Linked DNA regions of Pan troglodytes: region 1 is linked to region 2. A link is a contact called in public HiChIP or PLAC-seq data. All regions are on one chromosome and are shown on one strand. Each heading gives the region's core, a stretch centred on a gene start, on an enhancer-like site or on the middle of the called end of the contact. The rest is flanking DNA. Distances are from core to core; before and after follow the strand shown. Region 1 holds the start of CACNG8 (calcium voltage-gated channel auxiliary subunit gamma 8). Region 2 holds the start of CACNG7 (calcium voltage-gated channel auxiliary subunit gamma 7).

What was found. HiChIP or PLAC-seq counts read pairs in DNA pulled down with a chosen protein or histone mark.
Region 1: a contact with region 2 is called in an H3K4me3 HiChIP or PLAC-seq map of stem cell-derived excitatory neurons, with 3 times the contacts expected there. The contact joins the promoter of CACNG8 here to the promoter of CACNG7 in region 2. A contact is called at or near these places in 1 of 7 Hi-C or Micro-C datasets (stem cell-derived neural progenitor cells) and 1 of 1 datasets of contacts at active chromatin or transcription factors (stem cell-derived excitatory neurons).

What each region holds. Positions count from the first base shown.
Region 1 is chr20:56,780,278-56,784,413 of NHGRI_mPanTro3-v2.0_pri, forward strand. CACNG8 (calcium voltage-gated channel auxiliary subunit gamma 8) reads left to right here and starts at 1,544. Exons shown (of 4, transcript XM_063802266.1): 1 at 1,544-2,777.
Region 2 is chr20:56,733,750-56,738,549 of NHGRI_mPanTro3-v2.0_pri, forward strand. It overlaps CACNG7 (calcium voltage-gated channel auxiliary subunit gamma 7), which reads left to right and starts at 3,202. Exons shown (of 6, transcript XM_001174727.8): 1 at 3,202-3,441. PRKCG (protein kinase C gamma) reads left to right here. Exons shown (of 20, transcript XM_063802261.1): 18 at 249-389; 19 at 629-813; 20 at 917-1,570. The coding sequence ends at 959.

The DNA.
Region 1 (4,136 bases), core at 294-2,793, 45 kb after region 2:
TTTAGTAGAGATGGGGTTTCACCATGTTGGTCAGGCTGGTCTCAAACTCCTGACTTCAGGTGATCCGCCCGCTTCGGCCTCCCAAATTGCTAGGATTACAGGCATGAGACACTGCACCCAGCCTAAATGTCCAGTTTATATTGGTTATCATCATTGTTTGCTGATGTATCTCCCCCCGCACCCCCCAGCAAAAGAGCAGAAAATAATCAACTTTCCTCAAACAAATGAATTCCAGACCCCTTCCCTTGGGGGCTGTGTTTCTTAGCTTCTAAACCAGGAGTGTTGGAATGCATGTCTAAACTTTCTCCCATGGGGCGGGGAGAGAATTAAGTGAAACGACCTAAAGAAATTTCAGTAGAAATGTGAGATGCTGGGGACTGAAAGATATCGCCCCTCCAAAGGAAGGAACCAGCAGGAGCAAACACTAGGTAAATAGATTTAGGGAACACAGGTTATTCCTGTTTCTGCCAGCCCCCAGGAGGGAGCAGTAAAGGTGTGTTGGGTTAAATGACTATGAATTTCACCTATTGTTGGCCGCCCTCCACCCCCATAACCCCTATTGTCTCAGAGCCTCAGGTTACTCATGGATAATATAGGAACATTGGTGCCCACACTGCAAAGATTCTGTAGGACTTCTGTAAGACAGCGAAGCATGCCAACAGCCTTCAATCAGCCATGGCTACTAGTTCTTAGTTTCTGATAACATTTTTACGAGGATCGGGTCTTGAGTAAACGGCTTGCCTAGAGCCACGTGCAAGCCCACTTCCCATCCGCGTTCTCACTTGATTGGAGGCAGCTTCTGTGCCCTTTATAACCAAGAGCAACTGAGTATAGAGGAGAAGAAGTGTTTTGTCCAAGGTCACACGAAGCCTTGGGAGCATCCGTGAAATTTGGACCCAAGACCGAACTTTCAGACTCTGATCTCAGACTTTCCACCTCCAATTGTTCCACTTCCCCAACCTACTAGCTAGTTCCAGAACGGACAGATCCATGCTTCTCAAAACTGTTGCATAGACCCCTACCCAGTCCCAGACAAGTTTCTCTAAGACATATTTGCACCCAAGCTTTTGGCATTCTACTCTCCTTCCCAGCCCCAGCCCCATCTCGGGGGCATCTAACTCTACCCCTTCTTCCCCATCAGGTTTGAACTAGGGGAGGGGAGGCTGATGAGAAGAGAAAAAAAATTGTTGGTGAAAGTCAAAAGGCTTGTTAACGTGGTAAGTTCAATATTGTTTTATTTGGGGTGGGGGGGCGGGAATCTTTGCCCTCGCCACTTGGAGGAGGAGCGGTGGGAAGACCCCGGGAAGTTGCGCTTTCCCTTGGATTTTGGGAAAGGGGAGCATTCCTGGGGTCCTTTTGAAAAGGCCCTCCCCTCATTTCCGGCCGCCGCTGCCAGCCTTGGCTGGGCGCCTGGATCCTGTTGCTATGACGACAGGAAGAGGCGGTGGCGGCGGCAAGCGATGCTGAAGAGAGATGGAGGCTAGTGGGGGTGGGGGTGGTGGCATTGGAATGGGGGAGGGGGCAGGGATCCGGGGCTGGGGACGCGGGAGGGGGCGGGGGCAGGGGTATCCTTCATCTCTGACCTCCTCAGGGCTTCTCAGCCTCACCCCTCTCCCGTTATTTTTTCTGGGCTTCCTTCGGGTGCATCCCCAGTCTCTGTGTCTGCCTCTGTTTCTCTGGATCTCTCTCTCTTCCTGTCTCAGTCCCTCTCCGTCTGTCTCTCTCTGGGTCTCCCTCTTTTCCTGCACTTGCCTTTCTTTCCCCAGGTACCTTCTGCCATCCAGGCCCTTCTACCCTCCATTTCTTTCATTTACTATCTTGCTCCCCCGCTCCCTCTCCGCATCTTCTTCTCTCTTTAAAGCTTCCTTCTCTCTAGCAAGACCTTGCCCCCATCCCCAATTTCTCTCCCTACCCGCTCTCCATTTCATTCCCTCTCCCCCCTCTCTCCCCCATCCTCTCAGTCTCTCTCTTTCTGTCTGTCTCTCCCCATCTGTCCCTCCTCCCTCCTCTCTGGATGACTCTCTCCCTCTCTCTTCTTTCCTTCTGTTTCCCAGATCCTGACCCCCCCACACACTTACCCCAGCCCTCCCCCACCCCCTCCCCCCCAGCCCCTGCGTTTCTCTCTTTGAGTCTCTGTCCCTGTCCCCTTCTCTCTCTGGATATTTCTCTGTGTGTATCTCTCCAACTTCCTTCTGCTTCCAGCCGCTGCCTCCCCCAAATTTCTCCCTCCCCCATTTCTGTTTCGCGGTCTCTGGGTCTCTCTCTTTCCGTTTCTCCTCGTCTCTCTCTGTCTCTCTCCCTCCCTCTCTGGATCTCTCTCTTCTTCTCCGGCTTCCTTCTGCCACTCGACCCTGCCCCCCTCTTTCCCTTCCCCCATCCATCTCCTCTCCGAGGCTCCCCATCCCTCAGCAGCTCCCCTCCCCCTCCCTCCCTACTCCCTCCCTCTCGTCCTCCAGCTCCGCACTTTACCCAGCGACACGAGAACCAAATTGTCTCCTCACCTTTTTTTTTAAATATATATATCCCGACCCTCACTCCCTTGGGGCCCAGGCTCAGAGCTGCCCCCCAGCCCCAGCCTGGCCTCAGCACCCCCATTCCCCATACGCCTCCTCATCTCCACTCCCCGAACCAGGTCGGACGCCTGGGTCCCTCACTGCTGGGGGAGGGGGAAGCAGCGAGAATTGGGAGCCAAAAGGTTTTTCTGGGGGGGGTGCCAACAGGGGGGGCTCGACGTCCCCTCCTCCGTGCATCGGAGAGTTGACCTATCATTAACAGAGGTGAGACAGATCTTTTTATTAATCGGAGGTGGGTGGAGGTAGAATTAATGTTCTGTGATCCCCCCCCCCCCCGAATTCTGGAGAAAAGAGCTGGTCCCCTTCCTAAGGAGAAAGGAGAGTGACCCCCTCATATCCGGAAGCTTTAGAATTGGGGGTCCCCAGCTCTCTTCTCCCTGGCAGCTGCTGAACGATGGACTAAGAGTCCCTGAAACCAGATTGTGCCCCAAATTGACAAAATGAAAAGATCTTCGAATCTTTTTTTTTTTTTTTTGGACGGAAGGAGAATTTCCCTCCTTTCCGTCCTCTTCCCTTCCCCTCTTATCCCAGGTTGTTAGGGGCCTGGGGTCACAGGCTTACCCCACTGAGAGCAGATATCTGTTAAGACAGGGTAGGTGTCCCTGCTGGTGGTGAGGGGCACCAATTCGGGGAGAAGAGGCCAAGAGATCAAGAAGAGAGGAAACTCAGCATGCGGACAGAAAAGAGAGGAAGGGGCCGGCGCCCAGGCCGCGAGGCCGGGGGTTGCCCTGTCCAGCGGGCTGCTGAACTGTGGCCTGAGGAAGGGCTGTGTGTGGGCAGAAGGGAGTTGAGGTGGGGGAGGGAACACAACGTGTGGGGCACTAGGCCCAGTTGCCATGGAGACACCCCCCATAGACAACCTTTTTCCACAGCCCCTCCTCGGAGCAGCCCCAGTCTGAGGCCAGCTGATGGGGGCCAGTGGAGACGGGGAAGCAATCAGGAGGCCAAGGTCACCCTGTACTGGGACCTAGGTTCTGGTTTTTGTTTTGTTTTTTTTTTTAATCCCCCCTTCGTCTAAGGTTTCCAGGCTCTTAACTATAGTGGGTTTGGGGAAAGAAGTTGAAGAAGCAGTGTGGAAGCAAGTAAGGAGTACATCCCCCAGAGGACAGTTGGGGTGGGGGAGACAGGCAGGGCTGGGGGCATGTTGGTCGGGGGAGAATGTGGAAGAGAGAAATGAAGGAGCCACGGGGCAGCGGGTGCAGGCTGGGAAAGTATTCCAAATTGAAAAGAGAGTTGTAGTCTTGCGGATCACATTTTTCAGAGGGACACAGTCTACTGGGGGGCTCTTTCTGCGTGTGGAAGAAGATGAGGGGCTACAGTGTGTGTTCCTGTACAGGTGAAGTCGTAGAGGGGAGTACTGGGGGGCGTTCCCAAGAAGGGAAGCCTGTGGGGGCCTGCGGAGGGGATTTTCCGGGGCAGAGGAGAAGCTGGGAGCTATAGCGGTGGAGCAAGAGGAAGTGAGTCAAGGGAATTCTATATGATGAGAGAGAAGTTGGGGAGGATGCTTCCTGGTACATTGAAGAGAGAGTGGGGTTCAAAGTGAGTTAGGGGGATCTCAAGTTG
Region 2 (4,800 bases), core at 1,952-4,451:
CTCCCCCTCCTCCTCCTCCTTCTTCTTCTTCTTCTTCTCCTTCTTCTTCTTTCTTCTCTCTCTCTCTCTCCTTTCTTTTCCCTTCCTCCCTCCATTTGCCTGTTTCCCCTGGCTGTTCTTATCTCTCCGGATCTCATGCCTGTGTCTCTTGGTTCCTCCATCTGCCTGTCTCTGTCCCTCTTTCTCTGGGTCTACCTGTCCGGCACTCTGTCTGTTTGTCTGTCTGTCTCTCTCTGTGTTTTCCACAGTTCCTGACCAAGCACCCAGGGAAGCGCCTGGGCTCAGGGCCTGATGGGGAACCTACCATCCGTGCACATGGCTTTTTCCGCTGGATTGACTGGGAGCGGCTGGAACGATTGGAGATCCCGCCTCCTTTCAGACCCCGCCCGGTCAGTCACCCTCCAGGCAACAAAAACTTGGTCCCTGAAGGGGTGGGGTTCCCCTGGGCCTCAATATACCTGTATGTGGGGGTGGGGTTCCCTCTGCAGAGCCCCCCGCCCCCAACAAAAGGAGGTGCAGACACCATGAAGCATGAATAGAGATTCTGCAGGAGACAGGAGATGAGACTGGGGTACACCCGAGGAGCCCTCGGAGCTGCTTAACTTTCCCTCCCCCACGTCTCCCACAGTGTGGCCGCAGCGGCGAGAACTTTGACAAGTTCTTCACGCGGGCGGCGCCAGCGCTGACCCCTCCAGACCGCCTAGTCCTGGCCAGCATCGACCAGGCCGATTTCCAGGGCTTCACCTACGTGAACCCCGACTTCGTGCACCCGGATGCCCGCAGCCCCACCAGCCCAGTGCCTGTGCCCGTCATGTAATCTCACCCGCCGCCACTAGGTGTCCCCAACGTCCCCTCCGCCGTGCCGGCGGCAGCCCCCACTTCACCCCCAACTTCACCACCCCCTGTCCCATTCTAGATCCTGCACCCCAGCATTCCAGCTCTGCCCCCGCGGGTTCTAGACGCCCCTCCCAAGCGTTCCTGGCCTTCTGAACTCCATACAGCCTCTACAGCCGTCCCGCGTTCAAGACTTGAGCGGAGCCCGATATTCTCCCTGAACTTAGCGTTCTGGACTCTGCCCCAATCGGGTCCAGAGACCACACCACTAACCATCCCCAACTCCATGGGGTTCGAGACTCCATCTTGGTAGTTCTATGCCTCCCCCCAGACCCCTGGGGAAATAGCCTCACGGGGTTGGCTGTTCCAGACTCAGGTTCCAGAACAGCCCTCGGCCTCCGAGGCCCCCCGCCTCCACTCTAGTTCTAGATGAGTGGGAGGCGTGCCCCCCTCCTCCAGTACGTCCCGCTGCTGTGCTCTGGGGATTTCTGGGATATATGGAGGATTCTTTCCCCAGAGGCTCCCAATCAGCTTTTGTTCTAGACTTACCCATCCCGAAGCCATCACTTCTCCCCGCAGCCCGCCTGCCGTGCATGGCTCCTGTCTGGCTCGGACCCACCCCAACCCTCCCCAGTGCCTGCCACTCTCTGGGACTCTCCTCCTCCCCTCCTCTTCCCTTAGCCTCTCCCACCCGGCCACAGCTGCTGGAGAATAAATTTGGGATGCTGATGCTGAAGTGTTTGGATATTTTCTTGTAAGCTTGGAGAATGAAGGGGGTGTGGAGGCGGGACAGTGACTGTACATAGATACAAACAGAGAAGGAAAGCATGGAGACCCACAAAGTGAGAGGGGAGACACCCACTGCAGGGGAGCAAGCAGAGAAGCGCGCGCAGACAGAGGCAGGAGACCCAGACAGACAGAGACAGGGAGAGAAAATATCACAGAGGGCACCAACGTGGACAGTGCACAGCGAGAGAGGGGCACGGAGATCACTGAGAGTGCCAGGTGGCGACCCCCGCGCAGAGACCCAGCGCGTCCGTGTTCACCAGAGCAGCCACGCAAGCTCACATGCACACCCAGGCTCAGACACTGGGGAGAAGTCCTTCCCAAGCGGGGAGATCACAGTCTGGCCTCTTCTTGAGAGACCTAGAGACCTGATCAGAGGAAGAGACCCCCACGCCAGAGCAACCAAAAACAGCCAGAACCCGAGAGCCTAGGAATCGGCGACGGAGGCACACGGCAGGCAGACGCGCCTTCTGGGCCTCTTTCCCTTGACCCACTTGAGAGTCTGGGGAGTGCCGGGGACCGTGCAGATGGACTACATTTCCCCGCAGGCCTCGCGGCAGACCCTTCCCCCAAGTGCGGCTCCTTGCCACCAGGGCTGATGGGAAATGTAGTCTCCGGTCAGGGCCAGACCAGCGGAGCGGTGTGCCTTGTCTGTGTGTTTGGAGGGGACTGAGCCCCAAAGCTTCGCAGTCTTCCTTGCGGACCCGGGCACGTCTTCTTCCCTGCAGTCTCCTGGGTTTCCATGACCCGGTCCAGGTGGATGCTGGGGCTGCCCCTCTCTCCCTCATCACCGCCGCGACACCCCCATCCAGTGCCCGCAGGCCCCAGCCCCCGCTCCGACCCTCGGCGGGCGGCCTGCCCCTTTAAGAGTGGCCCCGCTGACATCACGGCGGGGGGGGGGGGGGGCGGGGGCGCTGGCCCGGCTCCTGGCTCCGCGGCGGCTGCAGGACCCGACTCCGCTCTGCGCCCGCCCGCTGCTGTAGGGACCCCGGCCCGGGACGCCCCCTCCCGCTTCCTGCAGCCGTCCAGACCCCAGGCTCCGCCCCAGGCCTGGCTAGAGCCCCAGTCCTCGTCAGGGGACCCCCAGGATTGTCCCTGCTGTCTCTCCTTCTCAGAGTCTCTCTCTGTCTCTCTCTGTCTCTCTGTCTCTCTGTCTCTGTCTCTGTCTCTTCTCCAAGCTCAAGGTCTCTGGGTCTCAGCATCTCTCAGCCCCAGGCCTCTGGGCGTCCCCCTGTCTCTTTCTGTCTCTTCCTGGTCTCTGACCTCTCCACTTCCCAGGCCTCAGAATCTCTGCGCCTAGGTGGTGAGGGGTGGTCTTAAACTCTGTCTCTCTCCCTCTTTGTCTCTCTCTGTCTCTGTGTCTCCTTCAGTCTCCAGACCTGAGTCCCTGGATTTCTCGGCCTCAAGGTCTCGGCGTGACTTTCTCTCTCTGCCCTGTCTCTCTTTGTGCCTCTGCCCCTCTCGGGCTCTCTGCCTCTGTTTCTATTCTCTCTCCCTCTCTGCCTCCCCCATCCTCAAGGCCCATCTCCCTCCCTCGCTGCATCCTTCCCCCCTTCCCTCCCCGCCCCTCCCCTCCTCCGCAGTAGCCAATGAGCGGCCGCCGGTTCCTGCTCCCGGCTCCGTCCGCCGAGTGAGGCCGCGGCCGCGGGGGGTGGGGGGTGGGAGGCCGGGAGGGGGCCGGGACGCCGGGCTCCGGGGCGGGGGCGGGGGGCGCGGGCACCGGCGACCCCGGTGGCGGCGGCGGCGGCCGGGGGAAGCCTCGGGGCCGGTCATGCGGCTGCGGGGCCCGCGGCCCGGAGCGTCCGCCCAGCCCTGAGCGAGGTGAGCGCTAGCGGAGGGTCCTGGGAGGAAGAAGGGGCGCCCCTCGAGGTGGCTGCGAGCCGGGTTTGGGGCAACAAGGGACCCGAGTGGCTCCAGGGGTGGTGAGATCCTGGCGGTCGGGACGCCCGAATTCGAGCGGCTATGGGGGATGCAGGGACACCTGGGCCTGGCGATCCCGGAGGACGGGGTCCGAGGGTCCCGGAGTGGGAAACTGCACTCCTCACGTCCGAGTCGCAGCGAGCGTGGGCTGGGGAGGGCAGAGGCCGGGTCCCTGAGGAAGGCGAGGTACGGGGCGAGGGCGGAGGACCCAGGCCCGGCCAGAGCAGGGTGTGGGTCTGGAAAGGGGTCCCAGAAAGGGGGAGTTACGGTCTCCCGAGAGATGGAAGAGAGATGGAGTTTGGGCTTAAGACTTGCAGATGGGACCCCGGAAATTCAAATGCCTGAATCCGGGAAAGGGTGGGAGAAAGAGGGAGAAGAGGAGGCTCCAGGCCTGGGGGGAGGGTCCCAAAGGAGGAAAGGCTGGAGGAATAAGGAGATCTGGGCGGGCCAGTGAGAGTGAGGAGGAATTGGAGCAAGGTTGGGTTTTAAAACGGGGTGCGAGAATGTGGAGAAGGGACGAGGTCCCAGCGGAGAGTCAGAGGGACGAAAGGGGGAAGCTGAGATCGGCTACCTGGGATGGAGGCAGCCAGGGTGGCCAGGGTGATGGTGCCCGTTTCCGAGCCCACAGGGCTGCGAGAGGACCAGGCAGCTCGCGGTCAAACCCCTGAGCCGCCAGGCGGGGGATGGGAGGAAAAGCTGGCCAGAGCGTTCCCTGACTCCGGATCTCGGAGGCCTCCAAGAGGTTGGGGGGGGAAGGAGGGGGGATCTGGAGGCTGGGAGTGCGGGGTGGAGCGGGGAGGAGTCTCAGACTCCAGAGTCTTTATTCAGGTGGAGCAGAGTTGCAAGGCTAGGAGAATTCTGGTTGAGGAAAGTGGAGTTTTATGTCTTGATTAGTTTGTAGGGGAGAATGTTGAGGGGTCTCAACCTTCATAGTTAAAAAGATCCCAGGTATTCAGGGATGTAGAGGTCTCTGGTTGATAAAGGCTAAGGGTCCCAAGTTGAGACCCCCAAATCACGGGATTGCGTGGCTTGGGGAAAAATCTTGCAGGGGTCGGGGGAGAATCGCGGGTAAGGAATTTCAAGTCCTTGAGATCTGGGTTGAGGAGCTCCCTCGCTGGAATTTCTAGGTTCCTAAGTGGAATTGGGGAGGCCACAGAGATGAACTGGGGATCTCCTGTTTGGAGTCTAATGTTATGAAATCGGGACTCCATGCTGGATGTTGAAGAAGATCTGTGATTGGAAGTCCCAGCATGGGAAACC